2 separate regions of the Gossypium hirsutum genome follow, and region 2 is linked to region 1. A link is a contact called in public Hi-C data. All regions are on one chromosome and are shown on one strand. The core of a region is the stretch at or near the end of the contact, and the rest is flanking DNA. Distances in the headings are between cores, read along the strand shown. Region 1 holds the start of LOC107961821 (pyruvate dehydrogenase E1 component subunit beta-3, chloroplastic). Region 2 holds the start of LOC107961824 (ornithine aminotransferase, mitochondrial).

Evidence for each region. Hi-C and Micro-C count contacts between places; a contact is called where the count stands out from the background.
Region 2: a Hi-C map of leaf shows a contact between it and region 1, with 2.5 times the contacts expected there. The contact joins the promoter of LOC107961824 here to the promoter of LOC107961821 in region 1. A contact is called at or near these places in 3 of 34 Hi-C or Micro-C datasets (all in leaf).

The regions. Positions count from the first base shown.
Region 1 is chrA06:109,714,501-109,720,689 of Gossypium_hirsutum_v2.1, reverse strand. LOC107961821 (pyruvate dehydrogenase E1 component subunit beta-3, chloroplastic) reads left to right here and starts at 3,691. Exons shown (of 4, transcript XM_016897987.2): 1 at 3,691-4,106; 2 at 4,189-4,295; 3 at 4,410-4,453; 4 at 5,192-6,189. The coding sequence starts at 3,998. The coding sequence ends at 6,164.
Region 2 is chrA06:109,944,311-109,950,499 of Gossypium_hirsutum_v2.1, reverse strand. It overlaps LOC107961824 (ornithine aminotransferase, mitochondrial), which reads right to left and starts at 3,750. Exons shown (of 11, transcript XM_016897989.2): 1 at 3,578-3,750; 2 at 2,943-3,454; 3 at 2,200-2,308; 4 at 1,721-1,951; 5 at 1,150-1,309; 6 at 927-982; 7 at 183-335. The coding sequence starts at 3,097.

The DNA.
Region 1 (6,189 bases), core at 2,442-4,941:
ATCAAAATCATGCTCTTTGTATGTGGCTATTTAGCCGAAAATGATTATGCTCGATAAGCGACTTGTGATTGAATCCTAATTATGAAAATGAAATATAGATGTGTCATGATTTATTGATATGTGTATGGATATTCGGATGATAACCGGGCTAAGTCCCGAAGGCATTTGTGCGAGTTACTAATTCCGGGCTAAGTCCCGAAGGCATTTGTGCGAGTTACTAATTCCGGGCTAAGTCCCGAAGGCATTTGTGCGAGTTACCAAATCCGGGCTAAGTCCCGAAGGCATTGGTGCAAGTTACTATAACCGGGCTATATCCCGAAGGCATTTGAGTGAGTAGCTATATCCGGTTAAATTTCGAAGGTATGTGATTTGGGAATGAGCGATCTTGCTGTAATAATTTCAATTAATACGCTCGTAAAATCCCAACAATGAGGTATGTTTCGTATGTGCATTGGAATAGTTGATTTCTTTCGAATATTATTCGCTCAGTTGAGTAATGAGCTTCCGGTCTTTGACTAAGATGATCCCTTATGTATGAATATAGGGGTTGGAATGTGAAGTAGGAATGATTTGAGAATATGTATATATGGAATTATCCGTTTAGTTATATGAATGCCATACTTCAATTGTGCTTAATTTCATTGCTCAAAACTTACTAAGCATTAAATGCTTACTCCGTTCTATGAATTTCTGTTTTATAGATTTTGGTTCGTCAGCTATCGGACTCGAGATTATTGAAGTCGAAGTCTCCCACACTATCAAAGCCCCTTTTGGTACACTTTTGGTTGAACTTTGAAATGGCATGTATAGGACTACCCTTTTTGTTGTTGGTCATGGACCCTTTGGTTTTGTATAAATTTGGATGGCCATGCGAAAATGGCTTATATACACTTTGAGCTTAATATTATAATCATCTTGTATGATGTTCATTAAGAGGTATGGAAATGTTTGGGAATGATTAGCCATTGGAATGGTTAATCATGATCATATTTTGTGCTATATATGCTAAAGGGCTAGTTGAATCATGGAAACTATGTAATAGGTAAAGTTTACCCTAAAGGCTGATGCTGGTAGCAGCAGTGATGTGGATGTGAAAAATCACTAAAAATAGTAGGAATGGAATTAAATAGTGAATAAATTATGTAATCGAACCTTGATGAATCTATTTTCATAGGAAAGTAACGGAACAGTCATATGAACAGTACATTATGAGATGTTAAAGTTTTTGTGAAATAGGGCCAGAACGGTTTCTGGATTCCCTATTCTGACTTTGGAAATTCATTATAAATTAACCAGAGATAATTAGAAGTCATGCCTTATATGTATAGATTCCTTGTTGAGTCTAGTTTCATTAGAAACAAACGGTATCAGTATTGAAGAACTGTACAGGGAGATATCCAAGTCATAATGCGCAAAGGTCAGTGTAGTCAAACCCTAAAATAGGGGGGACTTTAACTAATAAACTGTACTAATTGGCTTGACCAAAAATTCTAGAAAAACATTTGTAGATGAACATATGAGTCTAGTTTCAGGAAAAATTTACGAAACTGGTTTTCGAGTTTTGAAACTCAAGATATGATTTTTAAGGCGACAGTGATGCAGTAACCAGCTTGTCTGGAAAATTTTCAAATGGATTGTGAAAATAAATGTATTATGTCTGTTAGCACCTCGTGTTCGACTCCGGCAACGGTCTCGGGTATGGGGTGTTACAATCCCCAATTAGATGTGGATTGTGATCCATTAGAAGTTGATGTCATTCCCCAGTACGTATTTCCAGCATCAAGCATCGACCCACCAATGTGTATGTCTCATGCATTAACGGAGGGGTTGTGTATTCCATACTGCTACCAAAAACGGGCGTTTCCCTATTTTGCCACCCACTAACTACGTGTCGGACAGGGGTCGTGTATTCCTCTCGAACAACAGTAGATGTTGAAGTCGCAAATGCATCATTTGGCAATGAAAATTGTACATATAACTCAAGATAGAGTGATCCACTAGCGAGATGAGTCTGCACCATTGATGTCGAATAAGTCATATGTCATGGGATCAACCAAAGCAAAAAATCGATACTTAATAGACAAAACTTTCATTGGCGTCGTTCCAAAGATTTTACGCCTAATTCTTTTACGAAGTTCTGTCAAATCTATGTTCTGGTTAAAAACCAGTCGCGCTGCATTCTCTGATAAAAAAACAACGCCGTTCTCTGTGTGACGTACCTCACAATCATAGTAAATAATAGCACTAATACGTTCACCCATCTTTAGTTTCTTTTCTACTTAGCCTCTCTAATTTTTCTTGCTGTAACTTATGCAACCTGAGAATGAAATTTGGCTCATTTATAGTCTAAGGCCAAATGGGAACTACTGTAGAAAAAGAGCGTCCACGTGGGAGCTTTTTTTTCAGTAATTTTGCTGAGAGTTCATCCTGCTTGAAGCGTTTTTGACACTATTGTTCAGATATATCTTCTCAAAATTATTTTTTCAGAAACTACTGTAGAAAAAACGCGTCCACGTAAGAACTTTTTTCAGTACTTTTGCTGACAGTGCATCCTGCTTGAAGCGTTTTTGACACTATTTGTTCAGAAACATCTTCTCAAAATTATTTTTTTTAGAAACTACTGTAGAAAAAACACGTCCACGTGGGAGCTTTTTTTAGTAATTTTGCTGACAGTGCATCCTGCTTGAAGTATTTTTGACACTATTTGTTCAGAAACATCTTCTCAAAATTATTTTTTTTCAGAAACTACTATAGGAAAAACGCGTCCACGTGGAAGCTTTTTTTTAATACTTTTGCTGACAGTGCATCCTGCTTGAAGCGTTTTTGGCACTATTTGTTCAGAAATGTCTTCTCAATTTTATTGTTTCAAAAACTACTGTAGAATTTTTTTATTGCTAATATATTTTTTCCAAAACCCTAAACACAAAATTATTTAAAAAAATTAATCCATAATTTAATTAATTAACCTTAAAACCCTAAACCCTAATCTAATCAATTTTTTAAATTAATAATTAATTTAATCGACTACCCTTAAACCCTAATTTAATTAATTTTTTTCTTAAAAAAATCTAAACCCTAAACTCTAAAAACCTAAAACCCCTAACCTTAAAAACATTAACCATAAAACCTTAAACCAATACAAAAAATCTTAACCCTAAAAAAAAGGGCAAAACTCATTTTTGGGAGAGCGTTTTGTTCACGTCAACACAAAGCGCTTCCTTGAGGGCGCGCTTTGTGTTGACGTGGACAAAACGCTCCCCCAAGGACACGTTTTGCTGACACATCATTTGAGATCGCGCTGACATGGACGCATTTTTAGGGAATTCGACCTTTTTTGGTAAATAATAAAAAAAGTTAGCCTATTTCCGTAAATAATTTTAGAGAAGGATTTTTTTTTTTTTGTAAAGTGGCCCTCAAATGGGCTTTAACGTGTGTTTAGATAACACCAATGCAGTGAGAGGTGAAGCATGTTTTTCTTTTCTTTCACATTTCATTAGTAATATGTTGGGAACATTTGTATTAATTCATCCTAATTTTATAAATCAAACCAATTTACTTTGTTTTTCTGATAATTTCTCATAAAAAAAAGAACTGCTTAGTTTAAAAGTTGTAAGCCGAGGAGTACCAGATAATTCCCGCAGTTCCAACCACTAACGAGCTGCAGGTTAGGTTTTGTTAGCTGGTCCAACAGAAAACACCACTTCGTGTTGCACATGCGCCACAACCCAATCGTTAATCTCAAAGCATCACCGTTCATCATTTAAACCTAAATGAACTAGTCTTCCATGAAAACAATGCCTTGTGCGTGTATTCCACTCCAAATAAATCGCCCAACATTTAAAAAAAAAATTAATATCAATAAAAAGACCCTCAAATTCTTCGCCTAGTTGTCTTACTCCTCTCGTATAAATTTCACTCTTCCTGTTTAATTTATTTCCATTTTGTTTTAAATAAATTTCATTTCTTTTTTACTTTCGCTGCTGCAAGTGCAAATTCAATGGCTGCCATCTTCCAAGGAGTTGGGGCGGCTGCTGCGTTATCATCATTACCCTCCAATTCTTTCGATTCCAAAAATTTTCTTTTTTCTCCTCGTAGATCCTTCTCCGGTTCGTTGTTCTTTTTTCTTTTTTCATTTTCATTTCAGATTTTTTAAAAAAAAAATGGTTTCTGAATACTGTTTTGGTTCAGTGAGGAAAGCGCCGAGCTTTGTGGTAGTCAGATCTGATGGAACCATGAACTTGGATTTGAACCCTAAAGGTCGAAGGGCTCAACAATTTATTGCCAATGCAGTTGCGGTAATACTTCCTTTTTATTCCCCTCTCTCTGTCTCTTCGTTTTCTACGTTTTGAAAAGGCTTAGTGTCATTTCCTATGATGTTACTAATTTCAATTGTATTTTGATTTTTTTAGACCAAAGAAGATAGCTCCGCAGCGTCGTCATTTTCGAAACCAGGGTAATTATTTTCCATTTTAGAGTTCAGAATTAACTTTTGAATTAGTGTTACATTGTTGTTAATTGCTCTAATTTTGTTAAATATGAAATATGTTGATATTATTAGTGTTGTATTAGCATGGTATTGCTCAATTTTTCTAACTTGTCTGCCTAATGACATAGCCCAAAGCTTGCATTGATATTTTGATTCTTTTGTATTATTTTATAACTTAGTCTTTTTTTTTTCAGTTCATGCCTTGGTTTTGACGAACATTTTTTTTCCTCTTTTCATTGCAATCCTGCAACTTTAGTTGAGATGCATGCTTAACCAAGTCTTGCTCATATTATGGTAATGTTCATGCATTTTATACCATTCAGGCATTAACCTCTTTCTAACATCAGTACAGTTTTATGTTAAAAAAAAAAAAAGGGCACATTCTTTCACAAGTGAATTTGTTTTTCCATATCACTGTTGATGTTGGCTTATAGTAGGTCTTTCTAAAATGACTGATTCATTGCTGTCTGTCTACTGTCATCAACTGATTGTCAGAGGCATGTGCGTCAAAGGTTGAATGGATGTCACTTGATTCTTGGGTGTATGCTTGCATGTATATATGTCTGTTTCGTGTGTTGCAATGGAGCTATGTTCATCATTAATTTCTTTTTATATTCATACTTGTCACAATCATGTCTTTTGTTTTGTTATTTTATGAAAAATTGTTGGAGTGATATATGTAACTAGATCTATATTGTATCCCAGGAATGAGCTTTTACTTTTTGAAGCTCTACGAGAGGGATTGGAAGAAGAAATGGAGAGGGATCCCCGTGTGTGTGTCATGGGTGAAGATGTGGGTCACTATGGAGGTTCCTACAAAGTGACCAAAGGACTAGCTACGAAGTTTGGGGACCTTAGGGTTCTTGACACCCCTATTGCGGAGAACTCTTTCACTGGCATGGGAATCGGAGCTGCTATGACTGGCTTGAGACCAGTTGTTGAGGGTATGAACATGGGATTTCTCCTCCTTGCTTTTAATCAGATCTCAAACAATTGTGGTATGCTTCATTATACGTCTGGTGGCCAGTTTACCATACCAATAGTTATTCGTGGACCTGGTGGTGTTGGACGGCAACTTGGTGCAGAGCATTCTCAACGCCTTGAGTCCTATTTTCAGTCAATACCTGGAATTCAAATGGTTGCATGTTCAACCCCTTACAATGCCAAGGGATTAATGAAGGCTGCTATCAGAAGTGAGAACCCTGTTATACTTTTTGAGCATGTTTTGCTTTACAACCTCAAGGAGAGAATCCCAGATGAGGATTATATCTGTAATCTTGAGGAAGCTGAGATGGTAAGGCCTGGAGAACATGTCACTATTCTAACCTATTCAAGGATGAGGTATCATGTGATGCAGGCAGCAAAAACTTTGGTGAACAAGGGTTATGATCCTGAAGTAATTGATATTAGGTCATTGAAACCATTTGATCTTTACACCATTGGTAACTCAGTTAAGAAGACACATCGTGTTCTTATTGTGGAGGAGTGCATGCGGACAGGTGGTATTGGTGCTAGCTTGACCGCTGCCATCACTGAGAATTTCCATGATTATTTGGATGCTCCAATCATCTGCTTATCTTCACAGGATGTGCCTACACCATATGCTGGAACATTGGAGGAATGGACTGTAGTTCAGCCTGCGCAGATTGTGGCGGCGGTTGAGCAGCTCTGCCAGTAGTTGTGATAGCAGTAATAGTGATTCC
Region 2 (6,189 bases), core at 2,501-5,000, 230 kb before region 1:
CTAGAATATCTGCAGAAATCAAAGGGCATAAAGTTGTAAACCAACAATCACAAATTTATTATGCACGGTTTTAGCATATTCGGTCAGCAGAATTTATTACCTACAAATTAGAACTAAACACTGGTTAATAGTGAAATAGTACAGGAATTTCACCAAAACTTTGAAGTTGAAAACAGCCTTACCACAACATCTGGACGAACACCTTCCCAATCGCAAGCCAACATTTTTCCTGACCGTGCTAGGCCACTTTGTATCTCGTCAGCAATCATTAAAACATTATATTTTGAGCAAAGATCTCTGACAGCTTTTAGATAACCTTTTGGAGGTATTATAACCTTAAATGGAAAGGGATAATATATAACACATTGTCAAAAGAATGGACAAAAGCAATAACCACTTAACAATATAATTTGAGAAAGGAAACAAAAAACGCCCTTTTTTTTTAATTTTCTCTGTGTGTGAATCTTCTGTGATCTCTCATATTTAAAGATTGGTTGTAATTCTGTATATTATGTAAAACTCTATTTCTAAAAAGGACATACACTTGGTGGAAGTGCTAACTTGTTAATGACTATCTGCATCAATGGGACCTAATTCGTAGAGAAAACTATCCATCAAAAAGATCTCTAGTTCAAATCTCCCTTAATTTATCAATCCCTGTACTAATCATGTAACCATATAGGATAGTTTCCTTATAATGGGGTAGGGATAAAGAAGCTCCCATAACTACCAAGTTATAGCTACCAAGACCAAAAACACTTTAGCATATCACACACACACACACATATCAACCATGGAAAAGATGAACAAACTGCTGGCTCAATAAAAGTTCCCATATCCACAACTAAAGGGAGCAAAACCACAAAAGATCAATCAAGTCCATTCAAACTACTTAATAGCCTTATAATGTTTGATAATAAACTTACACCAGCCTCTCCTTGAATAGGTTCAAAGAGAAATCCTGCTATTCTGTCTCCATGTTCTGCACTCAAAAGGAATAAGTAATGTGTTAGAATAGAAGAAAAGTACTTTTTTTCTGCATATATCAAGACATTGAAGATAAATTACTGAGATAGATCATCCAGAATAATTGATGCCTCTTAAGCACCAAATAAAAAATAAACTAAAAAGTACTGGGACTATTCAAACCTTTAAAGATCTTCTCAAGGGCAACAGCATCACCAAAATCAACTTTAATATGACCAGGCACTAATGGCCCAAATCCACGAGTAGCCTCATTGTCACAGCTCATAGAGATGACAGCCAATGTGCGACCATGGAAGCAACCACAACAAGAGACGATAATAGCCTGCATATGCACAATTATTTAATCAAACATAAAAACAAATAAAACTTTACTAGATTATATATATGCATATATATAATACCAAGCCAGAAAGAAGATAAACAATATAGAACATAAGCTGCCATCCAAAATCAGAAGTGCCTTGCTACTAAATTAAATAAAAAAGGAACACCACAAGTTTTCTGTTCCTGAACTACTATTTTGCCCTTGTATAGAACTCCAGTATTTGTATCTATCTCCAATTAAGGTCATTGGACGAAGCAAAATAGTAATTACATAAAATCAGAATTATCCCATACACCTCTCGCCCCCAAAACCAACTTACAATACTTTCCCAGCTAATGGCCTCACATCAGGTAAGAGGAACTATTAGACACAACAAAAGATCAGTTAGCAAAGCTTGAAAAGATTTACCTCGTTTTTGGGAATTTTTTTCTTCTCATAACCCCATTTCCTTGCCAACTTCAGAGCAGTTTCCACTCCTTCAGCACCAGTGTTCATAGGAAGCACCATCTCATAACCAAACATGCTTGTCAAACGCTCAGCAAAAACTGGAAACCTGTCATTGTAGAAGGCTCTAGAACTGAGAGTGAGTCTTTCTGCCTGTTCTTGAAATGCTTTGATGATCTTTGGATGACAATGTCCCTACAGTGGCAAGCAATGACATAAACTACAGATAAAATTGAATTCAAATTGCCAAGAAAAATGCAAATGGTGGATTTCTTTGCTTTTACTCTGCCTTTTGGCTGAGTATGCTCGGCAAGAGGAATTCCCTCTGCCCCCCCACCCCCCGATCTAGTGCATAACAGAAGGAACAAATGGATTAATAAGACAAAGCAAAGAGGTACCTACAGGTGTAGGGATTACTACAACATAAATTACACTGTTTATACCTGATTAACAGCTGAGTAAGCTGATAGAAAATCCAGATATTTCTTGCCTTCTGGATCCCATATGATTGATCCCTTTGCTTCAGAGAATACAACAGGAATTGGGTGATAACTGTACTTGAACAAGAAAAGTAATTTTGCTTACTCTATCCTTGAAAAAATAAAGGCAATGGAATCAAATTACAAATGAAAAGGCAACTTCAGAGACCATAAAAAATATCCTCCATGGAAAAGTTTTGTGATTTCCTATTCTCCACATTGAAACTCAATCAAAGGTCCTCAACAAAATCCATTAATCTAATTGGCTGAGTCTACATATTAGGGCATGGTCTAATTATATCAACAAAACCTGAATACAGAAGTTAAAAAATTTCACCCTATTGAACTTGGACACAGCAACAGATACTCCATCATTCTAACAGGAAAGATCAATTGAACCCATTTATATTATCGAAGAAAAATCTCACATAATCCATCATTCTAACAGGAACGATCAACAAAGACTAAAGCTTGAAGCTAACAAAGCAAAACCAAAACCACAAATACTAATTATAATAAATATGTTTCCGATAAACGTAAGCAAAACCGAAAACATGAATACAAGTGATAGTAGATGCTTTTCAGATCAAAGAACCAAAACCCAGAACCCAAAACAAGAAGAAAAAAACTGAATTGCCAGAAGAAGAGAAAGATTAAGCCCAGAGATTAAGGATGAATCAAATGAAAAAAGAGAGAAAAGAACTTACTTGTGGGCACTATATTCGTATTCAAGGTTGATGAGATGGTTAGAAGAGGAAGAAGAAGAAGAAGAGCTGCCTTCAGCCAGAACACCATAGGTCCTCCTGCTTGTTCGGCTCACTCTGCTTAGCAAAGACAGTAAGGGTTTCCTCGTTGCCGCCATTTCCGGGTGACACCAACAGGTTTGTTATCTTTTTTCTCTCTCTTTTGGACTTGGAGGGTTATATTAGATAATGATGTTTTATATTACGGTGCACAGTAAAATGGGAAGTTTTTTCTCCTCTATTTTCCGGCATAAATTCTTTTGTATCCGCAAGCTGAGTGTAACCGCACGCAAGTCTTCCAAATCCAAATCCAAATCCAAATCCAAATCCCAATGTCTCAATTATCTAATAATACCCCGAGCTTTGTACGAAACCGACAAAAACTTCCCATTCTTTTGTTTAGAAAAACTCAATTACACTTTTCAAGATAATTTCTCCTTTTTCGTGTTCCAGATGGTAGAAGATCATACAAACAACTGAATGAAAGCAATAAAAACTTGTATTATTATAATCATGGCTTCCCTTTCTTTATAATCATGGCATTAACGAGTTATTTTTATATTTAGAAAGGAAACGGAAGATAAGGGAAATATGCCAACCTTGGAGTCGATTACACGTAAGATTCCATCCAATTCCAAAATAATCCGATTTGCCGCACCTATCAAAGTCTTTTAATATACAAGTCACCGGTAGAGTTAACCAATCATATGATACCGTGCTGAGTGGCTGAGCCCTCCACTTATGGCTTTGGGATCAGGGTCGGGAGTTGTTCATGCTATGGAAATCATAAAATATTTAAATTGTAATTTTTATGGTAATTTTATTATTATTAAATTTTTATTATTTTAGGAAGTTTTTATTTTTATTAATTTTAAATTTTAAATTTTTAAAAGGTCTAAATAAAAGTTTTTTTAAAATAAAAGGGTCGCCCCTGCTAGCCCCTTAAATATACTCTTATTTATGTTTATTTACCTACCACAAAATTTACACTAAAAAATTTACTTTACCAAAAGTTAATTATACAACGAAAGTTATTATCCATAAATTAAATCACTAAACTATAACGTTAAAAGAGTTAGTTCATGCAAAAGGCAAAAGTGAGAGAAAATATGCTATTGTTAAAGACAATGATGCTTGAATTGGATTGGATTGGAAATTCATTGAGCTATCGATTCAAAGAATGATATTGAACTAGTTAGATTAGACATTGATACAAACCAACAAAACTAGCTAAAAAAATAGGGTTTTTTTTTAATATTTTCATTTTAAAAAAATATTAATGATTTTTTAATCAAAGTAGTTAGACTGATGAATCAATGGCCTAACTAATCTATAAACCTTGGCTAAATGTGTCAACCATAGGGAAAGAAAATTTGTCCGCTGATAAAAGATGCTTATAGTGATGAAATTCAATGCAACGATATAACATCTATCAAAAGTGACGCAAGTTTACTCATTGGCAAAAAGGGCTTTACTGACATAAATTAATTCACCACAAGAAAATAAAGTGACGAAAAAATGAATTCCTAAATAAAAAGTTTTACAATGATGAATCGTTATTTATCACCAAATTATTGACTGTAGTGACAACAATTTAATCATATCACTAAAAAGTAATTACAAAGACAAAACAAGGCCATATTTAGTTCTTGAACTTGGCAACCTTTTTCATCTTGTGTGGAGTGTGCCTCGCATTTTGGACAAATCAAGAGCCAAAACAGAGGCGTCATCACGACGAAGATCCACGTGACGTTGCAATCACATGAAGCCAATTGGAGACATGAAGCAGACGACGTCTTGATGACACGACATCGGATGTCATGATGATGATGATGTCATGACGAGAAGTGTTGGGACGTTGCGACGTGATGAGGTGTTCCCACGATAATCGGGTTTCTTCTCTTAGTTAAACTTTAATTGTTTTCCCCAATCAAATTCTAATTAATCTAGGATATTTTAGTCATATTTGACCTCCAAATTTGGTCTATAAAAGGGCCTTTAGTAATCCTAGAATAGTTGATGAAAAATATAACATAACACAATTAAGAAATAACTTTAACAGAGCTTTATGAGAATTTTGTGTTTTAGTCGGAGGATTTTGTATTCGGCGTTCAGGGTTTATTTTTTATTATCTCTATCTTGTACTTTTCAGATTACTTTCTCATTAGTGAAGTCTCCTTTTGCATTTGATTTTTTATCTTCTTATCTGAGAATTTTCCACGTAAATATTTGTTTGTTTGATTTTCTGTATTTTGTTGTTCATTATTTATACAGGTTGATCCCCAACATCTTGGTCCTAAAAAAAAATTGGTCTATATTGGTACTTGAACAAAGATTTCATCAAACAATTTAGTCATTTTTTTGTAACGTCGTTAAGAGGTGATGATGTGACACTTTAAAATTATATCATGTCATTATTTAAATTTAAAAAAAAAGGTTATCGGAAAACTACAAAATTATAAAACTTATAAGCATTTTAAAAAATTATAAAAACTATTAAAGATTATAAAATAAAAAGAATTATAAATGAATTAAAAAAAAAGAGTTAGATTGTTAGATTTCCTAATTTAGGGGTTTTTATAGTGCGGCTGATGAAATGTAAGTTTGGAAAACCTAATTAGACTACCTAAATTAATTTTGATATTCATGGTAGAAAGAAAGAATGGAACCTTACTGAATATGATACAATTTATGAAAAATTATTCATAATCATCTCTTTTTTATAATATACACACATGTTGAGTTAAGTTTAAAATAGGTTGCACAAAGGATTTTGCAAGTGTTGCGGAATGATAAAGAAGCCCAAACTCATTTAAGGATATTTGATGGACTAAGAACTTACTTGAATTTATGACTGAATGTTGAAGGGATGCTTAAATTTTCTTTCCTTCCTTCTTTAATAGAAAATGGTGGAAGAAGATGAATGAATTTCCTCTTTCCATCCACTTAAAATTATATATATATAGAATAAATAGTTAATTAAACGTAATTAATTATCATTACTTTTTTTATCTAATCTTATTTACATCTCTTTAATCAGGGGCGAAGCCAAGGGGTTGGCATGGGCTCGGCCCCGGCCCCCCCTAAAATGTAAAATTACATTTTAGGCCCTTAAAATTTTTTAAAAATTTTAAATTAAAAAAGGTAAAATTACACTTTGCTCCCCTAAAATTATAAAAATTCGATTTAATCTTTTACAAATTATAAATAT